2 separate regions of the Hordeum vulgare genome follow, and region 2 is linked to region 1. The links are chromatin contacts, called in public Hi-C maps. All regions are on one chromosome and are shown on one strand. The core of a region is the stretch at or near the end of the contact, and the rest is flanking DNA. Distances in the headings are between cores, read along the strand shown.

What was found. A called contact is a pair of places that touch in the nucleus more often than the background predicts.
Region 2: a Hi-C map of leaf shows a contact between it and region 1, with 1.7 times the contacts expected there. The contact joins the promoter of LOC123447464 here to the promoter of LOC123447460 in region 1. A contact is called at or near these places in 3 of 6 Hi-C or Micro-C datasets (leaf and seedling).

The regions. Positions count from the first base shown.
Region 1 is chr4H:17,582,469-17,586,571 of MorexV3_pseudomolecules_assembly, forward strand. LOC123447460 (probable inactive receptor kinase At1g48480) reads right to left here and starts at 1,969. Exons shown (of 2, transcript XM_045124064.1): 1 at 472-1,969. The coding sequence starts at 1,840.
Region 2 is chr4H:17,746,773-17,751,486 of MorexV3_pseudomolecules_assembly, forward strand. It overlaps LOC123447464 (glutamine synthetase cytosolic isozyme 1-3), which reads right to left and starts at 2,062. Exons shown (of 12, transcript XM_045124069.1): 1 at 1,768-2,062; 2 at 1,325-1,364; 3 at 1,068-1,171; 4 at 874-922; 5 at 598-704; 6 at 400-487; 7 at 142-270; 8 at 1-36. The coding sequence starts at 1,841.

The sequences.
Region 1 (4,103 bases), core at 719-3,218:
CGTGTCACCTAATATGCTGACAAACGTAGACTAGAGATACTCAAGCCATGACAGATGTAATAATAGCTACACCCTCTGTTTCTAAATATAAGCATAGTTAAAAAGGCGCGCCTAAGCGAGCGCTCAAGTGCACCTAGGCTCTAGGCGATAGCAAAACGCTAGCGCATAAATACGCTGGCAAAACACACAATTAACGCTTAGCGCTTTTTTGAACTAAGACAACTAGTTGGTTCAATTTAAATTGCCGAAACATTTTATATATAGGAACGGATGTAGTACAAGACAATCGTCCATAAACAACTGCAATCCAATTCTCAAACATTTACGAGAAATCCAAGTCCATCGCCACCCATGAAAAATGCAAAAATAAGATAGACGCAAGCACGAGCACAACATATGCAGAACAGTAATACAATGATCAGAGTATGAGTACAGAAAAACTGTAAAGGAATTGAGATGTGGAATTCTCACCGTGCAAGACTGCAGAAAGGCTCCCCATGGGCATGAAGTCGTACACAAGCAGCTTCTCATCTTTGCTGTAGTAGTAAGCACGGAGAGGCACGATGAACTCGTGCTGGAGCTCGCCAATGTCAGCGATGCGGTCACGGAACTCGGGCTCAGACATGGTGACATCCTTGAGCCGCTTCACCGCCACGGTAGCGCTGGATTCAAGCACAGCCTTGTAGGTCGTCCCGATGGCACCTTTGCCAAGGACCTCGGCCGACGCGCGCAGCAGGTCCTCGAGGTCAAAGGGTTGGACGGCAGCCGCTGACCCGAAGAAGACCAGCTTCTTCCCTGAAGTCGATTGACCCGCGGGGTGGCCGACAGTGGCCATAGGAGCCACGGCCGAACCGCTGGGCAACTCGGGAGGTTTTCGGCCGCCGGGGATGACGGCGGGGGACGGAGACGGAGGCGGCATCTCCAGAGCCCGCGTCTTGGTGCGCCCCGACCTGCGGCAGAGGCAGATGAGGAGGAACAGGAGAAGCGCGGCGCCCACGACAGAGGCTATGGCGATCCCGGCAATGGCGCCGCCGGAGAGCTTGTTCCCCTTCTTGTCAGTTTGTTCGTCGTTTCCGCCGTTGGGGACGTTCGTCGCCGGTGTTGTCGGCGAGGGCGTCGTCTCCGTGGGAGCCGGAGAAGGAGGAGGGGCCTCGCCAGGGCAAGGGCCGAGGGGCCCGCCGCAGAGGGCCGACATCCCGAGGAACGCCGCGCGCGGCCTGGAGCGGAGCGAGGCGGGGATGGATCCGTTGAGGCGGTTGAAGGAGACGTTGAAGTCGCGCAGCTGCGGCAACGGGAGGTCGGGAATCTCGCCGGCGAAGCGGTTCTCCTCGAGGAGCAGGGTCCTGAGGCGGGTGAGGTTGGCGAGGGCCGGCGGGATGGCGCCCGAGAGGCCGTTCCCGCCGAGCGAGAGGTGGAGGAGGCCGGGCAGCGCGAGGAGCGGCGCCGGGAAGTCCCCCGAGAGCCGGTTCCCGTTGAGGAAGACGCTGCGGAGCGCGGCGAGGGACGCGAGGTCGGACGGGAGGGCCCCCGAGAGCGCGTTGTAGCGGAGGCTGAGCGTGTGGAGCGCCGTCAGGTTCCCGAGCGAGCCGGCGGGGACGGCCCCGGTGAGCGCGGCGCCCGGGAGGCGGAGGATGGTCACCCGGCCGCCCTCGCAGGTCACCCCCGTCCACGCGCAGACGGTGGCCGGGTCGGTGACGTTCCAGGACACCCGCTGGCCCACGGCCGCGCGGAAGGCGGTGAGCGCCCGCGCGTCGGTCGCTAGGTCGGCGGTCGCCCGGCAGCATGCCACCGCGAGGATGGCCGCGAACGCCAGGGCCAGCGCCGGCCGCCGCGACGGCATCGCGGCGGTGGTGTCTGTTCCGGGTTGGGGGGCGGGCCTGCTGAAGAGCGAGCGAGGGAGGGAGGGAGGAATGGGGTGGGGGGTTGGGTGGGTCGGCGGGGGGGAGGGAGGGAAAAACCCTAGAAACTCCCGTGCGGATCTGGCGGAACGGCGGGCGGGTTTTATTCCGCGGGGGTTGGGGTTTGGTGGGCGGCCGCGCTGACGGGAGGAGCAGAAACAGGAGCCCGACCCAAGCGGTGGGAATGCGGGTCGGCTTCACCCCGCGGTGACGAAATCCTGCGTTCCGTTCGGCCGACGGGGACGGGACTGGGATTGCGACACCGGCCAGACGGCCTCGGGGCGGGCGCCGAAAGCCCGAACGAACAAATGCGTGCTGCTCCGCGTGCGCTGCGGGGAGGGATTGTTCCGAGCTGGAGCAGCCGCGTCAGTTCCACTCTCTTCCTAATTTTTTACCCTCTCCACGGTTTCGTCAGGGGTACTACCGTATTACGCAACAACAGATGGCCCATATTTACTGCTCCTCCGGCGTTCGCCGGTCGGTCCGGCATACCGGCCGCCGCCGAGGATGAAAGGTCGGCGGAAAGGGTCAGGGCATCGGTGCTGTGGTTTTGCCGTGAAACCGCGTCTGCGTGTTGACCCGTGCTGCTCCGGCCTCGGTGTGGCGTCACAACGGACGCTTTGGGATGGATGGTGCCTGCGTGTGGCGCTGGTGAACCGGGCCGAGGTTCCGTCCCGGAGCACGCAAGGAAGCGGATTCCATGATGCCACGCACCGGCATTGCGCACCTGCGTGTGTGCGCGCGAACCGTTTCACGTGACAGCCGGTGGATTATTTACCGGTCGATTACGGGCGGCTTTCTGGCCGATGATCGCCTCGTCATCGCGCCCTCATGACGCTTGCCGTGCCGGGCGTTGCAAAGCGCCGCTTCGGTCGGCGTGGCTGGGTCGCCATCTGGCATCTGCGCGTCACCGGCGCCACGTGTCCGCGCGCCCTCCGCCCGCGTGACCGCGCGATGCAGCCGTTTTGCGTTTGGGGGGCGTGATGGCATTTCAGACCACGCGCCATGTCATTTGAAAATTTACGGTTTGTGTTTCCCTAAAAGAAAGCTACGGTCTGTGTTGGCATGGTGAGCGTTTGGCATGGCAGATTTCAGCATAACGTGCTCCGGCGTCATCAATGGCTGCCTGTTGCGGTTTATGGCGGGTTGCGCGGGCGAACTACGAGCGCGTGTTGCGTGGTTGGGGGGGGGGGGGGGGAGGCGAAGCGTCGAGCGGGGTTGCAGACGGTGCGTGTGTCAGGATTAACTCATGTGGTTACATGTGTGGCGACCTTGAGAGGGGGCAAGATCATCCTAAATAAAGCTTGCTGCCCCTCTCCGTTCACTCCTTGGTATCGACGTCTAAAGTTATGCACATCCTAATATGAAGGGTGTACTCTTGTATTAATGATGATGGGACATATCGGGTAGCGTTATTGGTGTGGGCTGAAGTGTATGGCGGCGGGGACGGAGGTCAAGCAATGGCACTCGTGTGAGCTAACACCAACAAATTTACAAATTCTTCAATGAATTTGCACTAATCCTTGTAATTTTGTGAAGATGACGCCACTGATGTCGAGCTGGCCCCACTAAATCCCTTTCTAGTTGTATCCTGATAAGGCGGGCCTAGGACCATTTATTTCTCCCTTCCATCTTTCTTGGCGCGCTCTGGCTTACTACGCATACGTTGCATGAAAAAAACAAGGAAGGTGAAGCGTCGAGCGGGATTATGGCCATTGCATGCATGAGAATTAAATCCTATGGGTACACGTGTGTGCATGGTATGGCGAACTCAAGACGGGTAAGATCGTCTAAGAAAATATTTTGCTACCCCTCCCGTTTGCTCACTCGTATAGGGGTCTGAAGTTTTATGCGACCTGATTAGGAACGGTGGGAGTACATGATATTTTCGAATGGGTGCCTATTGAAGTATATGACGGCCATAGGATCTTATATTTCTTCATATCATCCGCCATGCGTGCTCGAGAAAACTACATGCATCTGTTGTACGGAGAGGATGAAACGATGAAGGTGAAGCGTCGAGCACGATTAGACAATTGCAAGCCTTGGAATTAAATCATATGGGTACATGCACGTGTGTCGTGGAGCGACCTGAAGAGGGGTAAGATTGTTGAAAAACCGCCCACCACCCCTCTTGTTCGCTTCTTAGTATTGATGTCCAAAGTTATGTGCCGCCTAATAGAAATGATGGAACTATGCCTACAT
Region 2 (4,714 bases), core at 812-3,311, 160 kb after region 1:
GGAGATGCCGACGGAAGGGCCGACTTGGAACTCCCACTGGTTGGTTCAGACAGAAGATCATCAGCCCATGAGCATATTTTTTCATGGACAAAGGGGCATCCAAATATGTGAATGTGATCCTGCGCCTGAACCTGAAATTACCTGCCCTGGCATGACTTCTGCATTGATGCCGCCGATGTTGATGCCGGCGTAGAGGCAGGCCTTGTAGTGGGCGTCGACGATGTCGCGCCCGTAAGATTTCTCCGCACCCGCGGCGCAGTAGTAAGGCCCCTGCCACGCACATTTCATCGTTCATCACTTTACTGAAGTATGATGGGCAAGCATTTTTGACAGCAAGTAATTAGCTGAATTTTAGCATTTGCAACTGAAATGCTGAGTATTGAACATATCTATAGTTACCTGAGGGCCAGGGTAACCCCCTAGTGGCCAGCCAATGGGCCAGTTGGTGTCCTTCTGGAGAAGGGTGTACTCCTGCTCAATCCCATACCTATATTTCAGGCAACATAAGAGAGGGGGTACAAGATTAATTGCCACATAAATTATGTGCAAAGTTAATTACTTGACTAATTTCTATAGAACGGAGCAACTGATACTGACCATGGTTCTTCAGACTTGACATCAGGATGGCCGAATATCCTCGCCGCGTTGTACCGCTTGTTGCTCGGAATCGGCTCTCCGGTAGGCGCATAGCAGTCACAGATGACCTAAAATTTACCATAGGTGAAAAAACAGTCTGGCATTCATGAACAAATTCCAAAGCTGATTCACGCAGACAAAATAAAATAACAATACAAAACTCATGCCATAACCTTTGTGTGTATATATATATCGTATTTATGAATGAAAAAACAGAGAGGAGGATCCTGAATTTACCAGGATGTTGTTCCCTTTCCTGAACGGGTCCCTGAAGATGGCTTGGGGTCTTGGCAGAAGCAAAAAACATGGAGTTCAAATCAGTTTGACCTCAGGCCCAAGGCACGCAAGCCAAGGCAGGGGTTGATTGAAGAGTGCAACCAAGAAGAAGTGCCGGAGGATTATCCTCAAGAAAAAAGGAAAAAAGGTAGTACCGGAGGATGACTTCGCTGTCGTCGCCCGTGGCTTGGCCGGTGCTGGAGCCGTCGAAATTCCACTTTGGAAGCTTGCTGGGGTCGTCCACGGGTCCGGGAAGCGTCTGATTTGTGAACGTCCAAGGGATCCAAAGGGGCAGAAAAAGTGTTAGGAACTTGCTACTACTACTTGCAATGTATTTTTTTAGAGTGATGGTGATTCTCTTTAGGGTAAGGATTAAATGGATGATTATGAGGGTGGGAGGAACTCGGCCTACCCTGGCTTTGCTCCTGACGTCCATCCCGGTGCCGCCGACCCTGAGTTAGGCAAAGCGTAAATGTGAGCAGATTTTTCTTGTTTTTGTTCTGAGGGAGTAAATGTGCGCAGATTAGTAATGGCTTTTTTCTTCCTCTTTTGGAAAATGGATGCTGATCGGTGCTATTGCTTCTGTAACTTATCATCAAGACGTGAAGAAGGTGAAGACAGGGGTTTTTACTTGGCTCAAATCTGAGAAACCCAACCAGAAGGAAATTTCAGATGGGATTTGTGGGGAGGAGGAATAATCTGTGGCATGCCTAACTCGGGATAAGAACTAGAGATTTCAAGAAGCGGAAAAGAAAAGGATGAAGTGGATTTTGGTGTGAACTGTGAAGGAAGGTGAGATGGGAGGTTGGGACAGTGGTGAGGGAGGCGGAGGAAGAGGAAGCCGAGCGGTGTTACCATATGTACTCGGCGATGATCTTGCCGGTGCAGCCGGACAGGTCGAGGCTGAGAAGGTCGGCGAGCCGAGACATGGCGAGCTACCCCTCCTCCTCCTCCTTCTTCTTCTTCTTCTTCTTCTTCTTCCTCCTCCTCTTCTTCTTCTTCTTCCCCGGAGACGGAGCCTGAGCCGGAGAGGGAGGGGGAGAGCAGGCGGAGGAGGAGGGAGAGGTGTTCTTGTGGGAGGCAAATGGTGGCTAGCTCTCTTGGAAATGCGGGGGGAGGAGGAGGGGCGAGTGGGGGTGGTGTCGCCGTAGCTGGCTCTGCCCCTCTATAAGTAGGTAGGAAGGGAGCAGGGTGGTGACGGGGCCCCCGAAAGGTTGGTGGGCGTTGCGGCCGGGCTGCGTACGTACGGCTGTCCCTCCGCGCGTACGTTTCCGCGGCCCGCGCGCACGCAACGCCTTTTCCACTGCACCACTGCACCGGACGCGAGCGCACTCGACCGGTCGGGTTTCCTCCCTGTCATGTGATGTGATGTGATGTGATGATCCCGATCCCATGCGTACGCACGACCGCGCTTCGCCGATCCGCGCACCACCCACCTGTTTCTTTTTAACACGCTACGTATGCAAGAGTTAATGTACACGCGTATATATTCTTCGTTGCAAACGCGCACGTACACATCCTATTTTTACGAGCATTTAAGAAAAACTGAATCAACATTCTTTTTTTTGTTTGCGGGGTAACTGAATCAACATTCTATTTTAAGTTTTGTTAAGTTATCGTAGACGGCTCGTCGTCGATGAAAACGTCTTTTTTCATTAATAAAAGAACTAAATAACACACTACATATGCAAGAGTTAATATACACGCGTATATATTCGTCCTTGCAAACGCATACGTACATATTGTATTCCTATGAGTATCTAAAAAAAAACTGAATCAACATATCATTTTGAGATTTACGAATTTATCGTAGACGACTCGTTGTTGATGACAACATCTTCTTTCATTAAAACATACTCCCTCCGTTCCAGTTTATAAGTCCGGTAGGTGTATCTAGGTCGTCAATTTGACCAACTTAATGCGAGACATATATTACGAAAAATATATCATTAGAAACTTTAGATGTTCTATTTTTTAATGATATTATTTTTATGTTAAATAATATATTTTATATAAGTCAAATTGACGACCTAGATACACGTGCATGCCTTATAAACTATGACAAAGGAAGTATTATGAAAAATGTTAAAATAAATTCAGTAATAATGCAAGCATCAAGACATGGCCCCATCGTGCTCGTGTTCTGCTGTGCGAGATTACCTAACAATTAATTAAAAAAGGTGTCTATTCCTTCGGTCGGGGAAGGGGAAATTGGGTACGGGGAAGGGGAAAAGCGATGGACTTTGAGACGACGACCTTCTTGCTTTGCCTTGCTTATGCATGAAGCAGCTGGCTAGTGGTGAAGGACGAATTGACCTTCTCTTGTCCCGGCGTACGTCCGTGCAGTGCGAATCCGGGTGGACTACTGGCTCACTGACCCGACGGATCTTCCCGACCGGTCGAAGCTAGATGGTGGCATGACATGAGTGAGACGTGAGTGACGTGTACTCCGTACTGTAGTACAGTATGTAGGAAAGCGACTACTGTGTGCTACCTACCTGTTGTGCCTGCCGTGTCACCATCCCCCTCGTGCCATCGCTGCCTCGTGGCGGGTCTTCAGGCATCTCCAATTCCCTTCATCCGGCCTATGTCAATGCTATTTCTTAGCAGCATTTTGCTGACGTGACATGCTAGTTAATTAAAAAAAAAAGTTGTATGTTAGTAACATATAACCCTTGCATATGGATATAGGTAAAAAATGATTCTAGCCCAATCATATGCATGCGTTACCCTAAATTATTAAATGTAGATGGAACTCATAAGAAACAATGCATTGACATGGTTGTATCTTGATTTATTAATGCTCATATGATAACGTGATAAGGGACGATGCGTTGACACATGCCTCAAAACGCCGCCACATGTCTAGAGCCCGGATGTTTTTTGTCATTCAATCTTATGCATCAAATGCTGGAGAAGGTTTGCGGACATCGAGACAACTGCCACGTAGGCGTCAGACACTTTGGGTTCCTACAAAAAATCTACCAGGAGCCCTTTTTTTCTCGCTTCGCTCCTCCGCCCTCCGCGTAAACCGATCGCCATAGTTGCGGTGCGAGGATAAGAAGTCTGTGATGTCATTTTAAATCTGTGATGTCAAATACATGTATTTTCATTAAATTTATAAACAAATATACATGATTTTTACTTGTGTACAAAGAATTCGTCAAAAATCTGTGTGGTCAGTTGACCACATTCCTCTCAACGCGGCTTCGCCACTGGATCGTCATCGACGTTGCCTAGTCCTTGCCGAACATCCGCCGCTTTACCCAGGCGCCAGCCCCGACTTGCCTACACCCCCTCCACCTCTGGCTTGGCCACCGCACAGGTAACGCCCGCATGTGAACGTTGTTGTCCATGATGGACACCACGCCCGACAAGTGTCCGGCTAAATGTCATTACCAAATTTATTGATATTTTTGTTGTTTAGTTTGGAGCAAACACGATGAATTTGGTCGTAGAGTACTTCGACGCCGAGTTCATGGAATCAGCCTCGTCGGATATGACGATTTCGAGGATGAAACGACGATGATGCAAGCGGTTATTGAATATGCGTAACATGCAGTGGATCATGCACTCAATTTCAAGGGATCGGTCAAGGGACATCAATTGTTGAATCGACATAGGGCACGGGGCATATGATGCCGATGAACGACTATTTTTGTCCCTAATGAGCTATTTGAGACATTTTCCACCGTCTATTCCGAATGAGCTGAACTGTGTTCGACTGCCTATATAATGATGTATGTGCCTATGATGACCACATCATCTTCAAGAAGGATGCCATTGGAAACAGTGGATTCTC